Regions from separate parts of the Mus musculus genome. Here all the other regions are linked to region 1. A link is a contact called in public HiChIP or PLAC-seq and Micro-C data. All regions are on one chromosome and are shown on one strand. The core of a region is the stretch at or near the end of the contact, and the rest is flanking DNA. Distances in the headings are between cores, read along the strand shown. Region 1 holds the start of Gm33392 (a long non-coding RNA gene). Region 2 overlaps Creb5 (cAMP responsive element binding protein 5). Region 3 overlaps Creb5 (cAMP responsive element binding protein 5). Region 4 overlaps Creb5 (cAMP responsive element binding protein 5).

Region 1 (5,616 bases), core at 743-3,242:
GATGGATAGATGGATAGATAAGTGGGTGAGTGGATAGATGGATAGATAGGTGGGTGGATGAATAAGTGGATAGAAGGATAGATGGGTGGATGGATGAGTGGGTGGATGGATGGGTGGGTGGATGGGTGGACAGATGGATGGATGGATGGATGGATGGATGGATGAGTTAGTGGATGGGTGGATAGATAGATGGATGGGTGGATGGATGAGTTAGTGGATGGGTGGATAGATGGATGGGTGGATGGATGAGTTGGTGGATGGGTGAGTGGGTGAATGGATGAGTGGGTGGGTAGATAGATGGATGGGTGGGTGGATGGATGATGATGATCTCTGACTTACAGTTGTTTGTGGTGCTGGGAACATAGACTCTTCCAGCCTTCTGCTTCACTTTCAGCTCAGGACCCAATAAATCAAATGAGATACTTTACCATAACATAACTGTTAGAATAAGTAATTTTGTTCAAATATAGACTAATATAAATGTTTTAATAATTTTTATGTAAACTCAGCTAAGGTATGACTTGCAATAGTATATGAAATACAGCTATGACTTACAAAATATACTCACAAAGTTGTCATGAGTTTATCCAGATACAGCCCTGTCGTAAGTAGAGGGCTGTCCAACTATCTATCCACCTCCTGTATACCTACCTGACTTAAGGAATTGGCTAATGGCTTATATTATGAAAGTCAAGAGGCTCCAGAATCTGCTGTCCACCAGCTGGAGACCCAGGCGAGCAGGTAGTCTAACTCCTGGTAGAAATCTGAAGGCTTGAGAAAGAGAAGCATCCATGGGATTTGTCCCTTCCCAAGATCTTGAGAAAGAGAAGCATCCATGGGAGTTGTCCCTTCCCAAGATCAAGAGAAGACAAGTAATCATACAGAGACAGCACCCCCTTCCTTTGCTTGAGAACTTTGGTTTCCTTCAGACCCTCTGTTGCTTGATGAACACTCAAATGGAGAAGGCACATTGCTTTACTCAGAGGAGACTTGTCCAGCTGCCCTAGGAATAGTGTTTAGCCAGTTCTCTAGGCAGTCTCTAGCCCACCATATTGATGCTCACAACTTTCACAGGCACTGGGTGACCATCCACAGCTCAGCATAGGACCTTAATGAATGTCATCCCGGCTGCTTAGCAGGCGGGGCCGGTAGCATCTAATACATGATAGTTACAATGCTTCCATTCTCGGGTTTGAAGGATCTTTACTGTTTTCAAAATGCCAGGTTTCCAGCCAGTCCCAATGGACACTGCATTAAAAAGTTAGAGCTATTCATCTGGGAGCCTGTCTTCCAAGACTCCTCAAAATGTCATTCTGCACGATAATAAATGGCAGATACAAATAAATAACATGAAGTTAAACCTTTGTTTTATACCTGTGACTGTACATGAGAAGACATTGTCCCCTCTCCTGCTCTTTAGGACATTGCTTTCCTTCCCTGTTAGGCTTAATGTTAGGGACAACCAAGAAGAAGGGGGCTGTTGCTATTGTTCAAGGAAGTTGGAGTTCTAGAGCACCCAGTGAGAAATTCTTCACCCATTTCCCTTGACTTTTAGACAGATATATTCTTAACTGATGGATTCTTTCTCTGAAATACGCACTTGTTGATCTCTTCCAACGTCAGCTTCCTTAACTATGGGAACCACAGGAACTGATGTAAGTTTAGTGTTATAAAGCTCTTTGAGATTCTTGGTCAGTTGTTTATATTTTATACATAAAGCAGTGGAAGTTCAGAGGCGTTTAGGACTTAGCCCAAGGCCCCCAGGTGAATGAGTGGCTGGCTGAAGCAGTAGTGGCCCTGCGGGTTGTTCATACTCAAACCTACGCCACCAACAACTTAGTTCATTTTACCATTTTACTTCAGATCGACACATCCAGAGAAGGCAGCACTGGAACTTTTCTGTTCTGGGTCACAGCTTAGGGCTCTGAGGAGAGACTTGGCTCTCATCACAGGCCAGTGTAGGGGCTTCTCAGGGAGTCATTGCTTCCTGTGGGTAACATCATGTGGTATGTGCTCAAGTGAACTGCCAGTCGCTTTCAGTTTCTATTTCTAGGGCAGATTTACTCTCTGTAGCTGAAACTGACGTTTACGCTGCCTGCAACCCTACCACAAATTAAAATCAGACCCTGAATCTGTCTGGGGAAGATGTTTATTAAGCTGTAGGAAGACATCTAAAATGAGTCCAAATTACATTTTAAATGTGAAACCCCAAATTCCACATTAATTTAAGGGCAGGAATAAGACTGTCTGGAGAGTAATTTGGGTACAGTACAAGTCACCCCTCTTTGGCACAACACAAGGCCACCAGGGGAGAGAGAAAGGTGCCTCTACATGACTTTTTCTAAAGTATTTCCACCTAAAAGATTTTTTGTTTGTTGGTCTGTTTTTCTCAATGAACTTAAAAGAAAAACAAGCTTTTTTAAAAGACTTGATGTCCTTAATAGATGTAGACATTTAAATTTTTAAATTTTATTTATCCACAACTATTCTATACTTTGTTGGCTTTACTGGTTTTTGAGGCAGAATTGCACTGTGGAACCCAAGCTGGCCTCAATTGTGACCCTCTTGTCTTGGCCTCCCAGGTGCTGGGATGAGAGGTGTGTTCCACTGTGCATCACCCCTTCAAATGTATTCACAAATACGGTGACAAGAGGCTTGGGAGAAACAGCAAAGAAAAACAGGTCAAAAGTATTCAACCCTGGGGCTGATAAGACTGCTCAGTGGGTAAACGAAATGGCCACACAAGCCCTATCATCCGTGTTCGCTCTCCAGACCCCATAGTGGAAGAAAAGACTGATTCAAACAGTCACACTCGTTCATACATGTACATACATACAAGCATGCTAATGATAACTAAGAATAAAGTGAAGCCTAGCTTTCAATGTTTGACCCAGCTAATACAGTCCAATTTATCCAAAATTCAAGTCTTTTTAGGTTTCATTGTTGTTGTTTTGGAGGTTATTTTATTTTGTTTTGTTTGTCTCTCTCTCTCTCTCTCTTTTTTTGCCTTTTAGTATGTAATCTGCTTGCTGTGTTTGTATGTGTGGTGAGTGTGTTCATGCACAGAACATGGCCACTGTCTCTATCTTGCTACTTAATAACAGAAGCAGCCCTGACCCTAGGGAAGCAGCAGCCATGGCCACTTGCCTGTGTGTCCAGTCCATCCCAGGCTGAGAAGGCCTCTGAGATCCTTCCATACAAAGTGCGAAGTATATACCAAGTATCATAATTACAAACTTTATTGCTGAGATTTGATTGTTTCAGATTAGTATCAGTTCAGCTCCTGCAAAGCCAGTAGACTTTGAAGGTAGCTCTGGGAGGTTGTACAAAAGAATGACTTCCTAGAACCCCTGCCCTGCTCCAATGTCCCTTGCTTAAGACAAGGGCTAATCTGACCTGACCACACCTTCCCTAAAAGTCAGAATGCTACTTCATGTTACCATGGTCTTTAAAAAAAAAAGACAAGAAAAATCAAAAATAAAATCATGACAAGTTGTTGGAAGCACGGCTCAGGGTTAGAACAACTGCCTCACATGTGTGAGGACTTGGAGAAAGAATTTTAAAATAAAAATTATCCTTGTCACATATAAATCATAGGGGTACCACTTCGAGGAATTGAGAGACAGGATAGAATATAGTAATCTCATTAAGTCATTCAAACTATAGCTCCTACTGAGCGCCAAACTCAGTCTAGATAACTGACACACTGTGAGAGCCGAAACAGGGCAGTCTGTCCTGGCAAGTTCTCCCAGAAGATGGCAGGCACTCCAGGCATCACAATCATGCACTCAACACACATCCTTTGGTTTGTTTCTGGATTTTTTTTTCCCCACACCCCTTACCTCCAGTCTTATAAAAAATATGAGATTAACTTGTTTTACAGAATGATACTAGTAATGATCTTATTTTCTAAATCAGATTGTATCATCTTCTGCAGAGAATATAGGTTCGCATCGTCCAAGGGCCAAAGATAGTCGGAACACTCTCTCAAATGTCCTTCTAGTGATCCCTGGGACTTTGACGTCACAGCTGCACGGTCCTGTTGAAGGAGAAGCAGCAAGATTGAGCGGAATTGTAGGGTGCCCATGTTCTTAGTCTGTTGCAGAACCAGGAGGCAGCTAGCTGGGCTTGCCAACCAATCCAGGCACTGTACTCATGTTAGAGAATGGCAGCCTGCACAGCTCTGTGTTTGCTGTGGAGCACCCTGGCTAAAATAACTGAAGATAGACCTCATTTAGGATCAAGAGGTCTGCCTTCTCTCCTGCTCCTCCTCCCTTGAGCCCAGGAAAGACAAGAACACAACTATGATTTTAAGAGCCCAACAAAGTGTTAGGCAAAGGTAACACTTCAGCTAGCCATTTGGCTGTCTTTCTCTATGTGCTCTTGGGACATCCGCGTTTCTTACTTACTTCCTGTGACGTTCATTTCTGGTTAAGCTGTTGTTGTTCTGCTTTGATTGTCCTTGGGAGTCACACTGACCACGGAGTCATATGGAAATTGAAGACTGTTCTGTCTCGTCCCACACTTCCCTAATGTGTCTTCTGTTGAGTGAAACAGTTGTAATTCTGTGTTTCCCCCTTTAGGTCATGTGAATTTTCCTATATGTTGCTGGAGCTTTCTCTGAGTTCTCCCTCCCCCATCCCTGCACTGTGTTCAGCCTCAATCTAGCCAGGGTTTCTTCAGCACCTAGACTCATCCTATGGGCTTGGGGAACCTGTACCCTCTGTCAGGGCATAAACTCATTGGGTGTTTACTAAGCTGGGGCTGGGTAGAGGGGCAAAACCTTTTCCTTTGGAGAACAAGGACTCCTTCTAGAGTCATTACTTCATCATTAAGAATAGAAATTAGACTAGGTGTGGTGGCACTTTAATTCTAGCACTCACTGGGAAAGCAGAGGCAGGAAGATCTCTTTGAGTTCTATTCCAGCTTGGTTTACATAGAGTTCCAGAATAGCCATGGCTACACTGTGAGACCTTGTCAAAAAAAAAAAAAGAGGTAGAAGTAGGTAGACTGGGGAGTTATTATCCAGTGCCCTATCATTTGGTTGTCATTTTTAAGGTCCCAGGTTCCCTCCTCAGTATCATCAAATATAATGGAATATAAAATAGAAAGGATAGAATAGAATAGAATAGAATAGAATAGAGCAGAGCAGAGCAGAGCAGAGCAGAGCAGAGCAGAGCAGAGCAGAGCAGAGCAGAGCAGAACAAACAGAACAGAACAGAACAGAACAGAACAGAACAGAACAGAACAGAACAGAACAGAACAGAACGGGATAGAATGGGATAGAATGGGATAAAATAGAATGGGATAGAATACTTGCTCTTGGGAGATTCAAGCTTTCAGCAGCTGGTTGTCTAGACATGTGTGGTGTCCCAAATGTCAAAACTACCCCCTCTAGAGCAGGAACATCTCCCTCTCCTGCAGGCATACTCACAGAACACTGAATTCCAACACCAACTCCTAATGGCCTGGGGTGGAGAGTGTCTCAGATATGACCTCCCTGGAGATGTACAGGAGGGGCTCTTAGCCTCAAGATTCCAGAAGAGATTAGGTAAAGGCATTAGAGAGAGCCTCACAGAAATGAATCCCATGAATCCCACAGGCCCAGGAAGGCCA
Region 2 (5,015 bases), core at 2,118-4,617, 140 kb before region 1:
CATGTTGTGGTGAACTTTAATCATAAAATTATATTTGCTACTTCACAGCTGTAATTGTACTACTGTTATGAACTGTGATGGAAATATCTGATATGGAGGATATCTGATAGGCAACCCTAAAGGGGTCGTGACCTACAGGTTGAGAACCCACCTCTGCTGGTAGGACCAGGCATGGAGATATAGACAGAGAAGTAATGCTTGGGACAAACTGGTTGGATTTGAAACTACATCTGGGGAACTTAAGGCAATGCAGTGCGTTTTATATTCTCCTCTGTGCTTAGAGATGTAATTCTAAACATCAAATTGTACAGCTTTCGTGATTACAGTGGAAACAGCACAATAACACGAATTTCAAAGAAGAATCGGAGTTCCTCTAGGCTTTGGACATAGTGTTGAAATGTGGGTGATTATAAGAAATATGGAGATATGAGTATCTTTGAGGAGATGAACATACAGAAGATAACCCGCACCATGGTCTGGGTGTGTAAGGACGCTAAAGTTCACTTTTAAGAAGAATAACACATGATGTATATTTTCATCGTTATTCTCGTGACTTTTGAAGCCTTAGATCCTATAAAAGAAAATGCAGCAAACTCCCGCCTGCACGGAAACCTGTCTCTACACACCATTTCCTTCCTCCGCCATTTGCCTAGCCACAGAATTTCCTCATGCCAGAAAATCCTTCCGGTGTGCAAGAGGAGCTTTCAGGTCACACGTATATATATTTGAGCCTTTGGGACCCCGTGATGACATAGTCAAGACTCAGTCTAAGCCAGGTGCCTGTTTTCCATCTGAACTCCTTACAAATTACAAATTGTGTGGTTAGGGCTCAGAAATCAGAAACCTGGGAAAGGTGTCACGTGATGGGTGTAGCCACCCCCAGTACCTGACATGTTATCACTGTCATTTAACACATAGTGCAGGAAATCCTGCTCTTGGCAGAAGAAATTCAAAGGGCCACTTCATGATCTCCTTTGATTTCTTTCCCCCTGGGTAACACCAAAGTGTGGACAAATATATACTTTTTTTTCCCTCAAGTGAATTGCAAGTGACACTCCATTTTTCCCCCGCATCTTCATCTTATTTTCCTATCAACCTCTGGAACTCCCCGGCCCTTCTAGGCTGACGGACATGTTGCCTGCCTGCCCAGGGGTCTGCTGCAGACTCTTGCCTGTGCCTTGATGTCCGTGCATCTTCTCTCGTTTGCCAGGTTCTGACTTTGTCACATGTCAGCCCTCATGCCTTGATCAGTCTTCTTCGGCCTCCATATGCATTCCCACCTTGGTGCCCCACTGGCTTGCTTTTCTACCTAATATACTTATTTAACGCATTTTTGTTTTAGCTTATTTCAAACCCCACAGCTTTCATCAGGATCATCAGAAATCCAGGCATGGCAGTAGCCCGTTGTGTGACTCGGATATTGCTTCTTTAGTTCATCTGGGCAATAGCGTTTGTTGAAGGGCTACTCTGCTCCATGTACCATCATTCCAATAATCCATGTGGTTGCCAGAGGGTGATTTTAAGACATGGAAATATGTTGTGTTATTCTTGACACTGGAGCCCAGGGCCCCAATTTGATCTAGTAGAGCCATCACATTGTAGAATCTACATTAGAACCTACTTTTAGAACTTATATTGGAATCTACACAGTTTATAGATTGTTTAGCACCATGATTATATCTAGAAAAATATGATTCTTTGAAAAGAAGGTAGGTGGCTATAGTGTTGTAGAACTGAAAGCAAGGAAATCGACCTGGTATGATGCATACACGGAATCAAGATGGATGAAATCCACAAGATCACAGCACCCTGTACCACCATTTTCTGGTGCAGTGTGCATCACTTAGTCAGGTGAGGTATACACTACCCATCCTTACTTCCTGCCACATGAGCCTTCCCTCAGGATGGCTGGTGGCAGTATGCTCAGCAAATGTCAAGGCATTTATTTCCAGGTATGTTTCACTTTTTGGATAAGTATTTATTTTGCACCTCCTCTTAACTGTTCAGGTATAGCAAGAAAAATGAATCCTTGCCTTGCTAGAAGCTCTAACTCTGTTTAGGCAACACGGTCAGATTTCCAGCTTTGGCCTTGGAGGTGTGGGGAGTAGATGAAACATTGGCTCCTTCTGACCTTTCTCCTCTGTCTTCTCTGGGCAGAATATCTCCATGCATAATACAGTTGGTGGGACCATGACGGGACCCGGAGCTCACCAGCTAGGCAGCACTCGGATGCCCAACCATGACAGCAGCGTTGTGATTCAGCAAGCCATGCCTTCTCCCCAGTCCAGCTCGGTCATCACTCAGGCTCCTTCCACCAACCGCCAGATTGGGTAAGAAGACTTCCTCTCTGTCTCTGGAAGAGCTCAGGCAACCTTTTGTATATTCTCCCTGGTTCTAGTGCTTGGATTTGTTGTTTTTCCCGTCTGATATGATGCTGCCAAAAGAGTGATGCTTTGGATGAGAAAAGGCGTCTCCGTTTGCTTGGGGCTATTTTGATCCTAGATGTCGAGGGGGAAAGCTATTCATTATGTGACCTTATTTCTTCAAATAAGATTTGTGAATGGCAGACAAAATTAGTGGTGTCATGCAGACCGCAGAAGACTGCTCAGGAGCAATGGTCGGTGGCAACAGAGAGGAGTTCTGCTAGCCCAGGCACCTCCTGGCAGTGTGACCCCAACCACAAACTCCTTCCTAGGGGGTTTGCAGCTGCTTGGCTGGGACACCTGTGTATTCCACAACTTGCCATTCTTTCTGGTCTTTCTTCCCACCTCTCTTTCTTGTTATTTCTTTCTCGTCAGCCCTTCCTGGCCTTTCCATTGGCCTATACTTGTAAGCAGGGCCCTTCCCTCTCATTTATGAAACAAGGCAATATTAAGACCTTGAGGGAAACTGGTAGAAGTATCTTGACATCTATACATATCATGTCTTGGAAATTGTTCTCGCTTCTTTACATCATATGACTGGTTTGGCCCCTTGCTGCAGAGTGTGGTCTGACCATCAGCAATGCGGGCATTACTCATCAATTTCTTAGAAACGCCGAATTCTTAACCTCCCCACTTCCTTATCTCCAGAATGAGGATGGAGTTTGTTCTTTACATGCCTCTGAAGAGAGGCACTGACTTCTTGTGCGTACATTGATGGGCACTGGCAATTGGCTGCCCCTGAAACCAGAAGGGGAACTTGCTGTGTGCTGTACTCACCTCCAAATGCAGTCTGAATTCTCAGGGGGCTACTAGCTGTGGTGACTTAAAACACAATTTTGAGGCTTCCTTACAATTTTTCCTAGTGCCTTTTCCCTGAGAACAAGAGTGGGCACAGGACAAAGCCTTGGCTCACTCCTTGAGTGCCCTAGAATAGGGAACTGTGTCTCAGACTTCTCGGTTAGGTGACTCAGAGGGACAAAGCACAGGCAGTGAGTGTGGATGTCCGGGTCCTTGCTTTTGCTTTAAAATGCGGGTATCGTCCTAGCCAAGTATCTTTGCTAATGGTTTCTTCTCAAGCAACTTGAAAAGCAAGTATTGCCACTATCTCTAAACCACAATGTCCTTGGAAGGTAATGTGGCTTCATTAAAGATGGTGTCTGCATCCCGGGGGACTCCTTTTTCTCTTGGGCCCTGGCTGCGGGCAGACAATTCACAGCTGGACCAGCTAATTATAATTATTTTATTTTTCTTTCAAGGGGGGAAAAGCATAAAATGTGCTAGAGTTTACTAGCAGTTTTACAGCATTCTTCCCCCCCTGCAGCCCTCGCCTGCCCCTTGTACCCCTGCCCACAACCCTCTCTGAGGCCCTTAGTGTTCCCCATTGTTAACGCAGCACTGGGTTTTATGAAGCAATCCTTTTAAGGCTAGCACTAAATTTTAAGATGGGTGTTGACTCTGTCAATAATTTACCCAGCTGGCCCCAGACTGTACATTTTGGGTGACATTTGTAGGCTGTGTCACTCTGCCGTTCTTTCTGCTTCTTGGGGGCGTTGTGTGTATGTGTTCTAGGAGATAATTGTTACTTCTAGGGCTCTGTCTCTGTCTCGTTGCCCAGCTTGAGGGAGGCTATTTCTTTTCTCCAGATCCTTCCCTGTTGTGCTTACTCTGTTGATTCAAAACCCCCACATCCTGTCACTCCTGGGCTTCTTCTCCTCCACGTGACCCATCCAAAGCTCTGCCCAGATGATCGAGGGGCTCAGCAGGACCCAGCCCTGCCCTTCTCACCAGTGGATTGAGTATGGAACCCTAGGTGGTAACACTTGGGGATGGTTGGCTCTTTTATTTCCCTCAGCAAAGAGGAAATGAGTGCTCATTTTAAAATACGAGTTCCCCTGGGAGATGTCGGCAAATGAGCATTTGAAATTGCAGATAGCTTTTTAAAAATTTCTAGTGTGTGTGTGTGTGTGTGTGTGTGTGTGTGTGTGCGTATGGGCACATGCATGAGCATAGAGAACCATATTGTAGTAATATTCTGATTTTTATCACAACCTCAAATATTTAAGTGTCAAAATCTGGCCAAGCCACCTGCAAATGTTTGTCATGGCGATTGGCCAACAAAAACAGCACACAGCAATGAAAGTCTTCATTCAGGCTAGGTGCTGAAGCTGCATCCAGCCAGAGAGACTGGGACCCACCTGTGCCCACGCATAACACTCTTGTGCTGTGGCCAGCGGGTGTATTCACAACTGGAACTTTGCAGGAGACGGGACTGCCTGACTCCTATCCCTGTCTTTTCTTCCCTTTCACTGGGGCTTAGATTCTGTAGCCAAGTCTCTCTCTCTCTCTCTCTCTCTCTCTCTCTCTCTCTCTCTCTCTCTCTCACTGTCTCTCTGTCTCTGTCTCTCTCTGTCTCTGTCTCTGTCTCTCTCTTCTTCCCTCCCTCCTTCCCTGCCCCCACCCCCTTTTCATGCTGTAAAGGTTAAGCTTAGAGGCTTGGCATAAAGGTCTGCAAAATGGATGTGATGCCAGTTATCAGTAAAGCCTTCCACGACCAAGGGTACATACCCTTGTAGGAATCTAGTTTTCACACTT
Region 3 (4,991 bases), core at 952-3,451, 220 kb before region 1:
AGATACAGGAACAAAGGGGCTGAAGATAAATATTGCTACACCTATTGTCAAGGTGGGGACACTGAGGCATGAAGCCATTGCCAAGCAGACAGACTCACAGACACAAAGGCATTTCCAGGAAAGCACTGAATTTTTTTTAGACAAACATGGCAGATTTAATTAGAGGGTAAGCTACTTTATTCTATTTCTTAAGCTAGTTTATTGTGGTTACTCTGCCTCCCCAGTCAAAATCATTGCTCTTTACTTTTTGTCATTGGAAGCAGTGATGTTCTGAGATCAGCAATATTAAAATTAAATAAACAAATAAAAAGATAGAAAATATTGTTGCTTAGAACTTTCTTTGGATAAGAGAAGAGATTTCAAATACACCTAGGTTTTAATTTCTTCTTGTAAATATAATACATAAACATAAAACATTTTCCATATGCTTGGAAGCAGTGGCAGGGAAAGGTTTGCATGGTCCAAGCACCAAGACACAGTGTTTAAGGAGCCATTCTAATTTCCACAATTTGAACATTACAGGACGCATATGAGTTGTTGGATTTCTACCTTATATTCCATAAATATGTGTTTATTGAAAAACAAAAATTAAGAACATTAGCTCATAAGAAAAATGTAAATAAACTCAGAAAAGGAACATACAAAATAATGCTTAATTTAGTAAAGCATAAAGTTATGCTAATCAGCCCATGTGAAGTCCTTCCAGAGCAGTGGTTCTCAACCTTCTTAAACACTGCAAGCTTTTAAAACCCTCATGCTGTGCTGACCCCTGACCATAAAATTATTTCATTGCTACTTCATATCTGTAATTTTGCTATTGTTCTGAGTTGTAACATAATATCTAATATGTGGGACATCTGATATGTGACCCCTGTGAATGACCCTCCCAATCGGGGCATGACCCACAGGTTGAGAAACTGCCTGCCAAGTACATCATAGTTGGGAGGGGGTTTACCTCCCCCAACCCCCCCTGTTTTTAGTTTTGAATTTTCATCTCTGACTGGCAATGTTATTTAAGGCAAACATTCCTCACTTTACGTTTTGGAAAAGTGAGAGGATGAGATACTAGTGTTTGGAGAAGCAAGTATAAAATGTACAAATAGGACGAACTTGCACAGTGGGACTCGACTCGTCCATGATGCCAAGCTGCCACCACCTTCCTTTTGGAATCACCCATGGCCAGCATTTTAAAGAAACATTGCTTCTTGTACCCAGGGTTAAGGCAGTCGGTTCTGAAGCTTAACAATAGACCCACATACCCTTTAAAGTGCATGCAATATATAAGCACAATTCTAATGCTGGTTTTAGGATATTTGGAAAACCACCTAAGTAATGCCCCTTAAATTTGCATAGTTCTTCCTGTCATTGCAAAAGAAACAAAGCCAACAGCAACAGGTGTGTTAACCACAGAGCCATGTAGGCCGCACTTTCCTGGCACTGGGATCATTGGCAAAGGCAGTTTTGACCACACTCAATTTCTGCCGGGTGAGCACAGAATTGAAAAGCCTCCCTCTGGCTTCCCCGGTTTCAGAGTTCTCCTTAGAATCCAGGTGCTGTGCTTTGCCTTGGGATCTTGCTGGGGTCTTCTAACCCGACAGTAGCACCCACCAGCTCCCTTTGGATGGGCAGGCTTTAGGTTCCAACATCATTATGGCTTCTTTAATATGCGCTAAGGAGAGCACACTAGGAACTGGAATCAGGAGAGCCAAAGAACTGGAACGGGGTCCATGTTCACTGTGTTCGTGTGTAACTTTTTCAGTTTAGGGAATGGCAATAGATGTCTCCCCGTGATTGTCTTTCTCATGCATTTAAAGCAGAGGAAAGCGATTTTCATGGGTTTCTGTTTTCCTTTAACCCTTCAGATTTATGAGGAATCCAAGATGAACTTGGAGCAGGAGAGGCCGTTTGTCTGCAGTGCCCCAGGCTGCTCCCAGGTGAGTGTGCGGATCCTCTGTGCTCCAGCTGCTAGGAAATGCTTCTCCCATCCCCTGGAAGATTATTTCCCATTGGGCCACCATAGCCACTGGGCTTTCTTTCCTCACTGAAATGCTTTCAGCCTCTCCCAAACCATTGACATCAGGACTCTCATCTTCACTACTGTTGGATCACACTTTAGAGTTTGAAATACTTCCCTTTCACCCCAAAACACAGTGGCGTTGACATCCCTATGAGTAACTTCCTCCGGAAGCAAGCCAGACACATCCTGCCCACCATTTCCGCTGGACTGTCATTCAGAAAGGGGAAGGTGGTGTGTACTTATGCTTGCATGTATGCTGGGTGCTTTTTAGGAGTTGTTTCATAGTCATGGGTTGGATTCCCACTCCTTTCTGAGAAGAAGTACGCCCCTATGACTGCCTGTTCTTGAACTATAGTTCTTGGACACAAACGTGTTAAGAGGAGTGGATATCTTGGCTTGCAGGATAGAATCTTGGGGTCTCTTCTTAGTGTTCAGCTAATGTCCAATCTTGTTTTTATGTGGAAATTAAAATTTTTGCATTTTATCTTTAAACTTGAAGGTGACATTTTTGTTCCTGACTCAAGAGTCTATCTTTGGGTAATGCCATGTTCCAGGGGGTTTAGATATGTAGAAATGGTTTTCCTACCAAGATCTTTATTTTATGGCAGATAGGACACATTTCCGAGTCTGAGCTCAAGCATTTTGCTGACGTGGAAGATTACACTCGTTTCATATTTTCATATACCTTCAAGGAAACCAAGGCCCACCCCCATTAGTTTGTGTGATAGTGTTGGCAGTCTGGTGTGGGGCAACACCTAGGGATCAGGACAATTCAGATGAATATCCTTCTTATTTTTATTTCCCAGAGTTCCTGGAGGATTCTAGGAGAATGTGAAGAGGGGTTTTTGGAGAAACACATTCCCAGAAATATAGAATGTTGCTGCTGGTGTTGCTGCCGAGCAGCCAAAGCGTGGCGTTTGCATCAGAGGAGTTTGTGCCAGTGTTTCTTTCTAACTTGTAAACAAGAAAACTAGCAGAGGAAAAGTATGTTGGAGCAAACGGGTTTTGAAAGCCCCTGTGAAGTAGAAAACACTAGGGAAATCTAGATAGGTTGATAAGTAACTGGGAAAATCCTGGTAGATAAGGACTTTCCATGGTAAATGCAGAATATCTTCTTACTAAGTTAAAACCTGGTTCCTAACTAAAACAAAAGCACCCCTCAGTTTCTTCAAAGGAAAGCCTCCTTGTCCAAAGGAACCCAGGTGATTGGAGGGATTTGCTTTGCCCGGCTGTGGCAATAGACATTAAGTTTTATTTATTACAAGCCGCCTATACCCTTTCTCTGCACTTACCTGTGTCTAGGCTTCTAGCTGCCCCATGAAAACCACAGTGCTCTAAACACACGTATCTGGTCTGGGCATTAGATCTATAATCATATGATGAAATCACAAATTAACTAGTTGGTTGCGTTTTTTTTTTTTTTTCATAAAGAAGCAACAGACCACACTGGGGAGCTGACTTTACTTGGGGGCTGGGGGCAGAGCATGGGGAAATGAAAGGTTTCTCTATGGAACAGGACCTCCAGAGATCCATCAAAATAAAATTAGGGTTCAGGCTAGGTGAGGATTCCCAGCTATGTCCAGGGTTGGAATACCAGCAGAGAAGAGCTTCGAGCCATATGTGAGATTCTCATTAGTCAGATAGGAGAGAGATATCTATGCATACGTATTGAGCTGTATGGCATATACTGTCCCAAACTCATCATCATCATCATCAACCAAGTTGCTCTTTGACATGGGCACTATCTTGTGTATTATAGAATGATTGGCGTTATTCCTGCCTTAACCCATCAGATGCCAATAGCACATTGCAGCTGTGACAACCAAAACATCTTCAGAGGTTGCCAGATGTCCTCTAGGATCAAAATTGCTTCTAGTTGGCAATGCCTGTGGTTTCACTTGGGTTATAGCCTTGATTATTATTTTTTTTTTGTACTCCTTTGTTCTGGATCCCCAACTTCTAACTGATACTCTCCAGCTCTGTTCCATGCCTTGCTCTATGCTGCATTTCCCTCACTGGAGTCAGGCAAGATATAAGCAGGCCAATGCCATAGTCACGTAGTCACTGGTGCCCTATGCTGTTGGAGCTGGGATAGTCGGAGGAAGGAGCAACGGCTGTTGGATTTGGCAGCTAGGTGCTCGAAGGAGACATGGGAGAAAGCAGAGGGTGGAGGCCTGACTGAAAGGGATTAATGAGCGAGTGGGTGGCAGATGGCAAGGGAGCTGGAGCGGTGGCACAGAGGAGCCTTTCAGGAGCAGGAGGCAGTGCCGGGAAGCAGAGTGATCCAGGGGCAGCCTGTGAGGGAGGCAGCTGAAGGATAGCCAGGGTGAATTTAGTCAAGATGGAGACACCAGTGAGGAGGCGGGAAGGAGCGGGAGAGCTTGAAGGGATAGTGCCAAGAAGGAAGAAGGCATAGAGCATCCTGTAGGGCAGTGGGTACCTCGGCAGTGTTGAGCCCAGAGGGGAGAGAGCGAGACTCTGCCAAGTTCCATGCAAAGTCTGAGGGGATTGAGTGCAGTTGACTTTTGGCTTAAGCATGTTCTCTCTTAGGCACTGAGGATTTGAACCCAGGAACCTAGGCAAGTACTCTGTCACTGACTGTGCCCTTACTGCCCAGTTCTTCACTAGACCCCATTTTGAGTGACCTTGAATATTTTGTTGAAGGAGCAAGCCAAGGTGTTTCTTTAATGAGGCTAAGTGGACTGTGGAAACTGTTGGATACTTGTGAGAAATTGAGATTCATGTAATGTCTCCATTTTAAAGGACAATTCCAAGACTCACCCACCCACTCCCAGTTTTAGATGTAGTGATGTATCTAGAAGCTGGTGTGCCCTTTATGTGAAAGTATTTCCTTTTTCTTGACAAACTGTTTTATGCTCATCTTTTAGTTGAACAAAGACATAGACATCAGCCGGTAGTCCTGAGTGTCATGGCTGGCAGAATATTAGTAACCCAGAGTCATATCAGCTGGTGT
Region 4 (5,290 bases), core at 810-3,309, 200 kb before region 1:
CTCTCTTCTTCTCAATGCTTTTTTCCTTCCACATGGCAATTGTGGTTAAAGGGCTGGGAGATTGTCGGCAGCTGTTGAGCATCCTGTTAAGATGATGGGAGAGTACAAAGGAGTTTGGTTCTATTTACAATGCATTTGAGGAAATTTTCTGTTATTGATCTCTGGCCTCTGCTTTCAGATCAGACTCCGACGCCCACAAGATTCCTGAAGAACTGTGAAGAGGTGGGTCTCTTCAGCGAGCTGGACTGCTCCTTTGAGCACGAGTTCAGGAAGGCTCAAGAGGAAGAGAACAGCAAGCGGGTAGGTGGGCCCGGGTGGACACCGGAGGTGTGTCGCCCAGCACGGTGTGGGGTGTGTCTGCCACTGCAAAGTGTGTTGAATTGTTCACAGATCAGTAGAAAAGATCCGGCTAAGTCGTTCAGGCTGTTACTCACGATCCTAGTTACTTGGTCTCCCAGACAGTAAGGTTACAGGTGTGTGCCAACATGCCTGTTTGTAATCGTGTTTTATCGATTTGTGGGTGTCTGTCAAACTGTTTTTTTCTTCTAAAGTGGTGTATCTCTGATTGTGAGAGCATACAGAGCTCCGATTAATCGTGGGGAAATGGGTGTCTGAAACATGGAATTCAAGGTTCCTTATTCTTAAAGCTGTGCCAAATGAATTCACCTTGCTATTTTTTCATTTTTCTTTTTTTAAGTATTTAACAGCAGATTTTGCATACGCAGTGCGTTCAGAGGAGATCAGGCCAAAGGCTAAAAACTCCTCAAAAGGCAGAAAAGAGGATTTTCATCTGATTCAGGCCCTGCTTGCAGCTGTCTGCTTTCCATAATCTCTGCTTGTTCTCCACCAAGAGTATAACCACTTCCTGGTCACGTTACCTATGTTGTTGGTGAGACAAACCGGTTAGCTACAACTCTAGGTCTCTTAGTGAGATTCTTCAGGTTCTTTTTGTCCATATATTTGTCTATATATTTCGTCCACATATTTAAAGTTTTGGTAGAATTTAAAAATCACCTCACAAGATTAAGGAAAGGAGGTGGGCCCACAGGTAACTTGGACAAGTGTGCTTCCCGTGAGTTCTTGGCTACTGTCACAGGGTGTCACTGAACTCACACAGCGAGCTGAGCATGGGCGACACAGTCCATGCAGAGACGTGTAGAACGCGGAAGATGGTTAAAGGGGACACCCAGCTAGATGTGCTGTGACCTGAAATTCCAGACGCTTTAACTGGAGGTTTTAAGAAGCTTTGATAATTTTCTGTTTCCAAGCCTTTGACTCTTCCTATGCGTATGATTATAATAATCCTTCTCCATCCAATTTTCATGTCACATTCACATGTCTCGCTAGCTCAGGGCTAGCTCATGGTGACTAAGCCGCCCTGTCTTAGTAAAATGCACGATGCAGGATACAGTCTCAAGCAGCTCACTCTGATTATAATGAACTGCCCTCTCACTTCTCTTCCCACTTTTCCAAACATGCTCAGATCTGTTGTTCTTTGTGAGGCAAAGCATAAAGTCTGAAGCACTCTCAGAAACACTTTACAAAAACCTAGAAGATATGCCTGCTTATCACTGCAGTGCAGATAAACTTAAAAACTCACGAGAATAGCAAGGGAGACCCGGGAGTCCTGCACAATGCAGTTTAATTAATAAACTAGTTGGACTAATAAGTTTAATTCTTTTGATCAGTTCGTATATGTAGAAGACTGTTTGAGGAAACAGTGTCATTCAATTTCCAGACAGTCAAAGTGGGCTTCTTAGATTAAGATAAAGATACGTACGGTCAAATCTGTCTCTACACTCTTGCTGATAGACTGGTTGTAAGTGCGTGCTGTTGATTTCCTTAAAGGTCTTTTACCAGGAACAGTTCCATGCCGCCTCCATTGGGGGGTGTGGCTTGAGGCAAGCTCACTGTGAGTTATTCATGGCTCCCGAGTGAAGCCTTCTGTGAGCAGTTTTTACAGATCTGAATTCCAGGAAAGGGTTTGCTTCCCCTGAGGAACTCGAGCATTTTCTGCTTGTGGCCATGAGAAGCATGGACTGGCTGTGTTTCTCTTTTTGTTCTGACTGCTACATCCTCGAGAAGCCCGGAGTACTGCTGAACTAGGAGAGCTCTTTAGACCACTATAATGAGTAATATTTTACTTCCTCCATCTGCTAGACTTTCAGTTCTAGTTTATATTTCCTCTGGCCCTGATTTCTAATTATACAAAAAATATTTTCATGCTAGACAGGTTTTGGTGACTTGCTTTAAATTTTTCGTAAGTTAAAACGACATGAACTCCTTGAAATTTAAAAAGTAAATAATGAAACAAGTGACACTGAGCAGAAGACTGTGGTGAGGCCAGAATAATATTCTCTTATGTTCAAATGTTGCTCGTTGCCATGGGATACGCTAATGGTGGGGGTGTGTGCTGAGGGAGTGGAGAGGAGCCTGAAGACAGCCCCCCAGGACACCATAGCAAGCACTGGGAATCAGGCCACATTCACCTTGTTGAGGCTCCCTCACCCTCTGTTTGGTTTGAGCCAGAAGGACCAAATCCAGCCTTGAGTGGTCATCACTACAGGAGGAGACAGCTCCCCAGTGACTAATGCACAGGGATTCATGAGCAAAGCGGCTGTGTTGGGGGTTTATGCCCTGGCATGGCTTTAGAACCCCTGGGTAAGGAAAGCACAGAAGCAGCATCCTTCCCTATCCTTCCCTATATGATAGTGTGCGTTCGCCTTCCTCCAGGACTGCTATTCTGGAGCTGTTAGCATCCCTGAAGGCCTGCAGCCTAATGCTGCCCACTTCATCTATTCTTATTAAAAAAAAAAAAGAAAGAAAAGAAAGAAAGAAAGAAAGAAAGAAAGAAAGAAAGAAAGGAAGAAAGAAAGAAAAAGGAAAAAGAAGAAAAAAAAGAAAAAAAGCAGAGATGGTGAAGGCCACGTTCACTGCATTCCTTATCATTTTCCTATTCTCCTCGTCTCCTCTGCTTTCCTGTCAATTCAGGTGCTGGTTTCATTTTCAGTGAGCTTCTTCACAGTGCCGGAGGTGACAGGCAAGCATTCCGTTTCTCAGATGTATCCCTAACTCCAATTGTGTCACCTTTATTCTACACACAAACCTTTTTCTGATTTCTTTACCTGAGCAGAGTTCTCTCTCTCTCTCTCTCTCTCTCTCTCTCTCTCTCTCTCTCTCTCTCTCTCTCTCATATGTGTGTGTGTGTGTTCATGTGTGTGAACATGCCACGCCTGGCTTTCTGAATTCAGGCCCTCAGGCTTGCATGGCATCTCCCCTGCCCACTCTCTGTCCAAGTCTTGAATTGGCTCATCAGTAAAGTTCTACAGAAGGGAAGTTCTCGCTCACTTGGGGAATTGGCCTTTGATGTCCTATGCTTCTTCTTTACATTTCCAGCTGTAGGGTTAGAAGCTCTAGACACCAGGCAGATAGGGAGTGGATGCTTATTAGTCTCAGTGCCCATCGAAACAATTGCATCTTATTGATTCTGCCTTTAATTCTGATGTCCTTTTCCAAAATAATCTCAGTGTGTCTATGGAATGTAAGGTTAGAGCAGATCACAGCCGGGGGCAGAAGACCCCAGTGTCTGTATCAATATTACACAGCAAATTCCAGTCTCTAAGATGACCTCTATTTTTGATACCAATACAAGCTCATTGCTTCATAACTCTTCTGTAAGAAATCTCCAACTCTGAAAGCGTGTTATGATTCTCTAGCAGGCATTACAAAGCTCAGCTTGCCCGTGGCTTAGCACTCCGCAGCCTGTATCCTGAAGCCTGTGCATCAGGTTCCATTCAGGAAATGTTTTAGGGAGATGTCAATATACCAAGTGCTACCCAAGGCACTGATGAAGACACTAATAGATACAAGTGGTTAAAACAAACAAGCAAACAAGTACGCAAAATGTCTCAGCTTTCAGGTGACTTACTTCTTATGGACCAGACATTGCATCAGCGAAAAATGCCCCACAATGTACTATGGAGTTCAATGCCAAGGAGCTGAGGAAGGGCTGGGTGTGTTCAGAGAGGGCATCCCGACCCAGGGGACCTAGAGACCCAAGTAGACAAGTAGACGTTCTTAGCCAGAAAAGATGAGTTGTGAAAACAGAGACTGAGTGTGAAGGCCTAAGACTGAGTGATGGAGTGTGTGTTGCAGAAGTTGTCAGGGAAGGATGCCCTAGAGAGTTGGGTATGGGAAGGCAGGCCCAGGAGGGCGAGGGTGATGCAGGCCTTTTGGAGTGGTCAGTTTTGACTCTGACTCTAAATGGGATAGGAAGCCATAGGGCGATTCTGAGCAGAGAAGTGACAGGGCCTGACATAATGCTTTAGAAGTCATTTGGACACTGAGCAGAAAGCCAGTGGTTGGATGCTGAAGAGAAAGTATTTAAGGAAGAATTGGGGAGGGGGGATCTAGGTTAATGTTAGAAGTACAATTGCCCAAAATAGAGATGGAGGACATGCTAGCGTCTAAGTATATTTTTAAGGACAGAGGCAATGGTTTCGCTGGCAGAATATACTGAAAGTAACAGGAAGAGGAGGCTTAGAGAAAGTGCAGGCTTTTCAGAACAGGTTGAGGAGAGGCTGATGTCTCAGTTCATAAGACAGAAGGGACTTGCTTCTGACAGCGCTGGGTGTGCAGTGGACCTCTAACCCTGGACCTGGGCAGTCTCCCTGAGCGCTCCAATTCCTGCCTTATTCAACTCTGGGGAAACTGAGTCAGGAAGAGTCAAACTGAGGTACAGCTGCCTCAGACACTCTGAGGAGAAAGGTGGGGCACTAGTTTTGTGATCAAGGTCAGAATAAAGGAAAAGTAAAAAGGGGTATTTTTTTTTTGTGTGTGTTTTGAGGTTTTTGTTTTGTTTTGTTTTGAGATAAAGAAGGCCTTTTACATTTAATTCCTTTCTAGAAAAGAATCTGAGTAACACAGAAGCAGGCATCTACTGACACAGCAGCAGTTTTGCATGTGATGTGCAAGAAGTTGTTTTGCATGTATGTGAACACATGGTTTTTGTACATGTTTGCACGTGGTGTGTGTGTGTGTGTGTGTGTGTGTGTGTGTGTGTGTAAAGAAGGAAGGACAAAGGGCCTAGAAATGAAATTCTTTGTCCTTCTGAGAGAAATACAACATTACAGCCTGACATGGCTAAAGACCTGCAGATAAGAAACACAGTGTGCTTTGGGATTTTTCCCATAGGACCTCAATGGGGCTCATTATGCTGATGCACAAATAGCAAATTAGGACATTTCCATGCTCTCGAATTCCTTCTCAAATGATGAAAAGTGAGGTCTTT

What was found. Hi-C and Micro-C count contacts between places; a contact is called where the count stands out from the background. HiChIP or PLAC-seq counts read pairs in DNA pulled down with a chosen protein or histone mark.
Region 2: a contact with region 1 is called in a Micro-C map of macrophages, with 4 times the contacts expected there. The contact joins two enhancer-like sites. A contact is called at or near these places in 6 of 484 Hi-C or Micro-C datasets (bone marrow-derived macrophages, erythroblasts, macrophages and 2 more), 2 of 115 datasets of contacts at active chromatin or transcription factors (bone marrow-derived macrophages and embryonic stem cells) and 1 of 9 other capture datasets (bone marrow-derived macrophages).
Region 3: an H3K4me3 HiChIP or PLAC-seq map of bone marrow-derived macrophages shows a contact between it and region 1, with 6 times the contacts expected there. The contact joins two enhancer-like sites. A contact is called at or near these places in 1 of 484 Hi-C or Micro-C datasets (macrophages), 3 of 115 datasets of contacts at active chromatin or transcription factors (bone marrow-derived dendritic cells, bone marrow-derived macrophages and large pre-B cells) and 1 of 9 other capture datasets (bone marrow-derived macrophages).
Region 4: a contact with region 1 is called in an H3K4me3 HiChIP or PLAC-seq map of bone marrow-derived macrophages, with 4 times the contacts expected there. The contact joins two enhancer-like sites. A contact is called at or near these places in 2 of 39 promoter capture datasets (cranial neural crest and macrophages), 4 of 484 Hi-C or Micro-C datasets (bone marrow-derived macrophages, embryonic fibroblasts, nephron progenitors and 1 more), 4 of 115 datasets of contacts at active chromatin or transcription factors (bone marrow-derived macrophages, cardiomyocytes and craniofacial prominence) and 2 of 9 other capture datasets (adipose tissue and macrophages).

The regions. Positions count from the first base shown.
Region 1 is chr6:53,587,964-53,593,579 of GRCm38.p6, forward strand. All of the region lies in intron 5 of Creb5 (cAMP responsive element binding protein 5), which reads left to right. It overlaps Gm33392 (a long non-coding RNA gene), which reads right to left and starts at 4,913. Exons shown (of 5, transcript XR_377683.2): 1 at 4,884-4,913; 2 at 4,410-4,541; 3 at 3,843-4,039. Within about 2 kb of position 1,993, at least 135 of the 459 cell types and tissues checked have an H3K27ac peak or open chromatin away from gene starts, as enhancers often do. A contact at or near this core is called in adipose tissue, bone marrow-derived macrophages, macrophages and 2 more, where this site is marked.
Region 2 is chr6:53,445,389-53,450,403 of GRCm38.p6, forward strand. It overlaps Creb5 (cAMP responsive element binding protein 5), which reads left to right. Exons shown (of 11, transcript NM_001327821.1): 5 at 2,158-2,330. Among named protein-coding and RNA genes, the nearest start is that of Gm38815, 24 kb to the right of the region's middle. Within about 2 kb of position 3,368, at least 77 of the 459 cell types and tissues checked have an H3K27ac peak or open chromatin away from gene starts, as enhancers often do. A contact at or near this core is called in bone marrow-derived macrophages, macrophages and pro-B cells, where this site is marked.
Region 3 is chr6:53,367,925-53,372,915 of GRCm38.p6, forward strand. It overlaps Creb5 (cAMP responsive element binding protein 5), which reads left to right. Exons shown (of 11, transcript NM_001327821.1): 2 at 1,863-1,934. The coding sequence starts at 1,881. Among named protein-coding and RNA genes, the nearest start is that of Creb5, 83 kb to the left of the region's middle. Within about 2 kb of position 2,202, at least 66 of the 459 cell types and tissues checked have an H3K27ac peak or open chromatin away from gene starts, as enhancers often do. A contact at or near this core is called in bone marrow-derived macrophages, where this site is marked.
Region 4 is chr6:53,388,607-53,393,896 of GRCm38.p6, forward strand. Creb5 (cAMP responsive element binding protein 5) reads left to right here. Exons shown (of 11, transcript NM_001327821.1): 4 at 179-300. Among named protein-coding and RNA genes, the nearest start is that of Gm38815, 80 kb to the right of the region's middle. Within about 2 kb of position 2,060, at least 49 of the 459 cell types and tissues checked have an H3K27ac peak or open chromatin away from gene starts, as enhancers often do. A contact at or near this core is called in adipose tissue, bone marrow-derived macrophages, macrophages and 1 more, where this site is marked.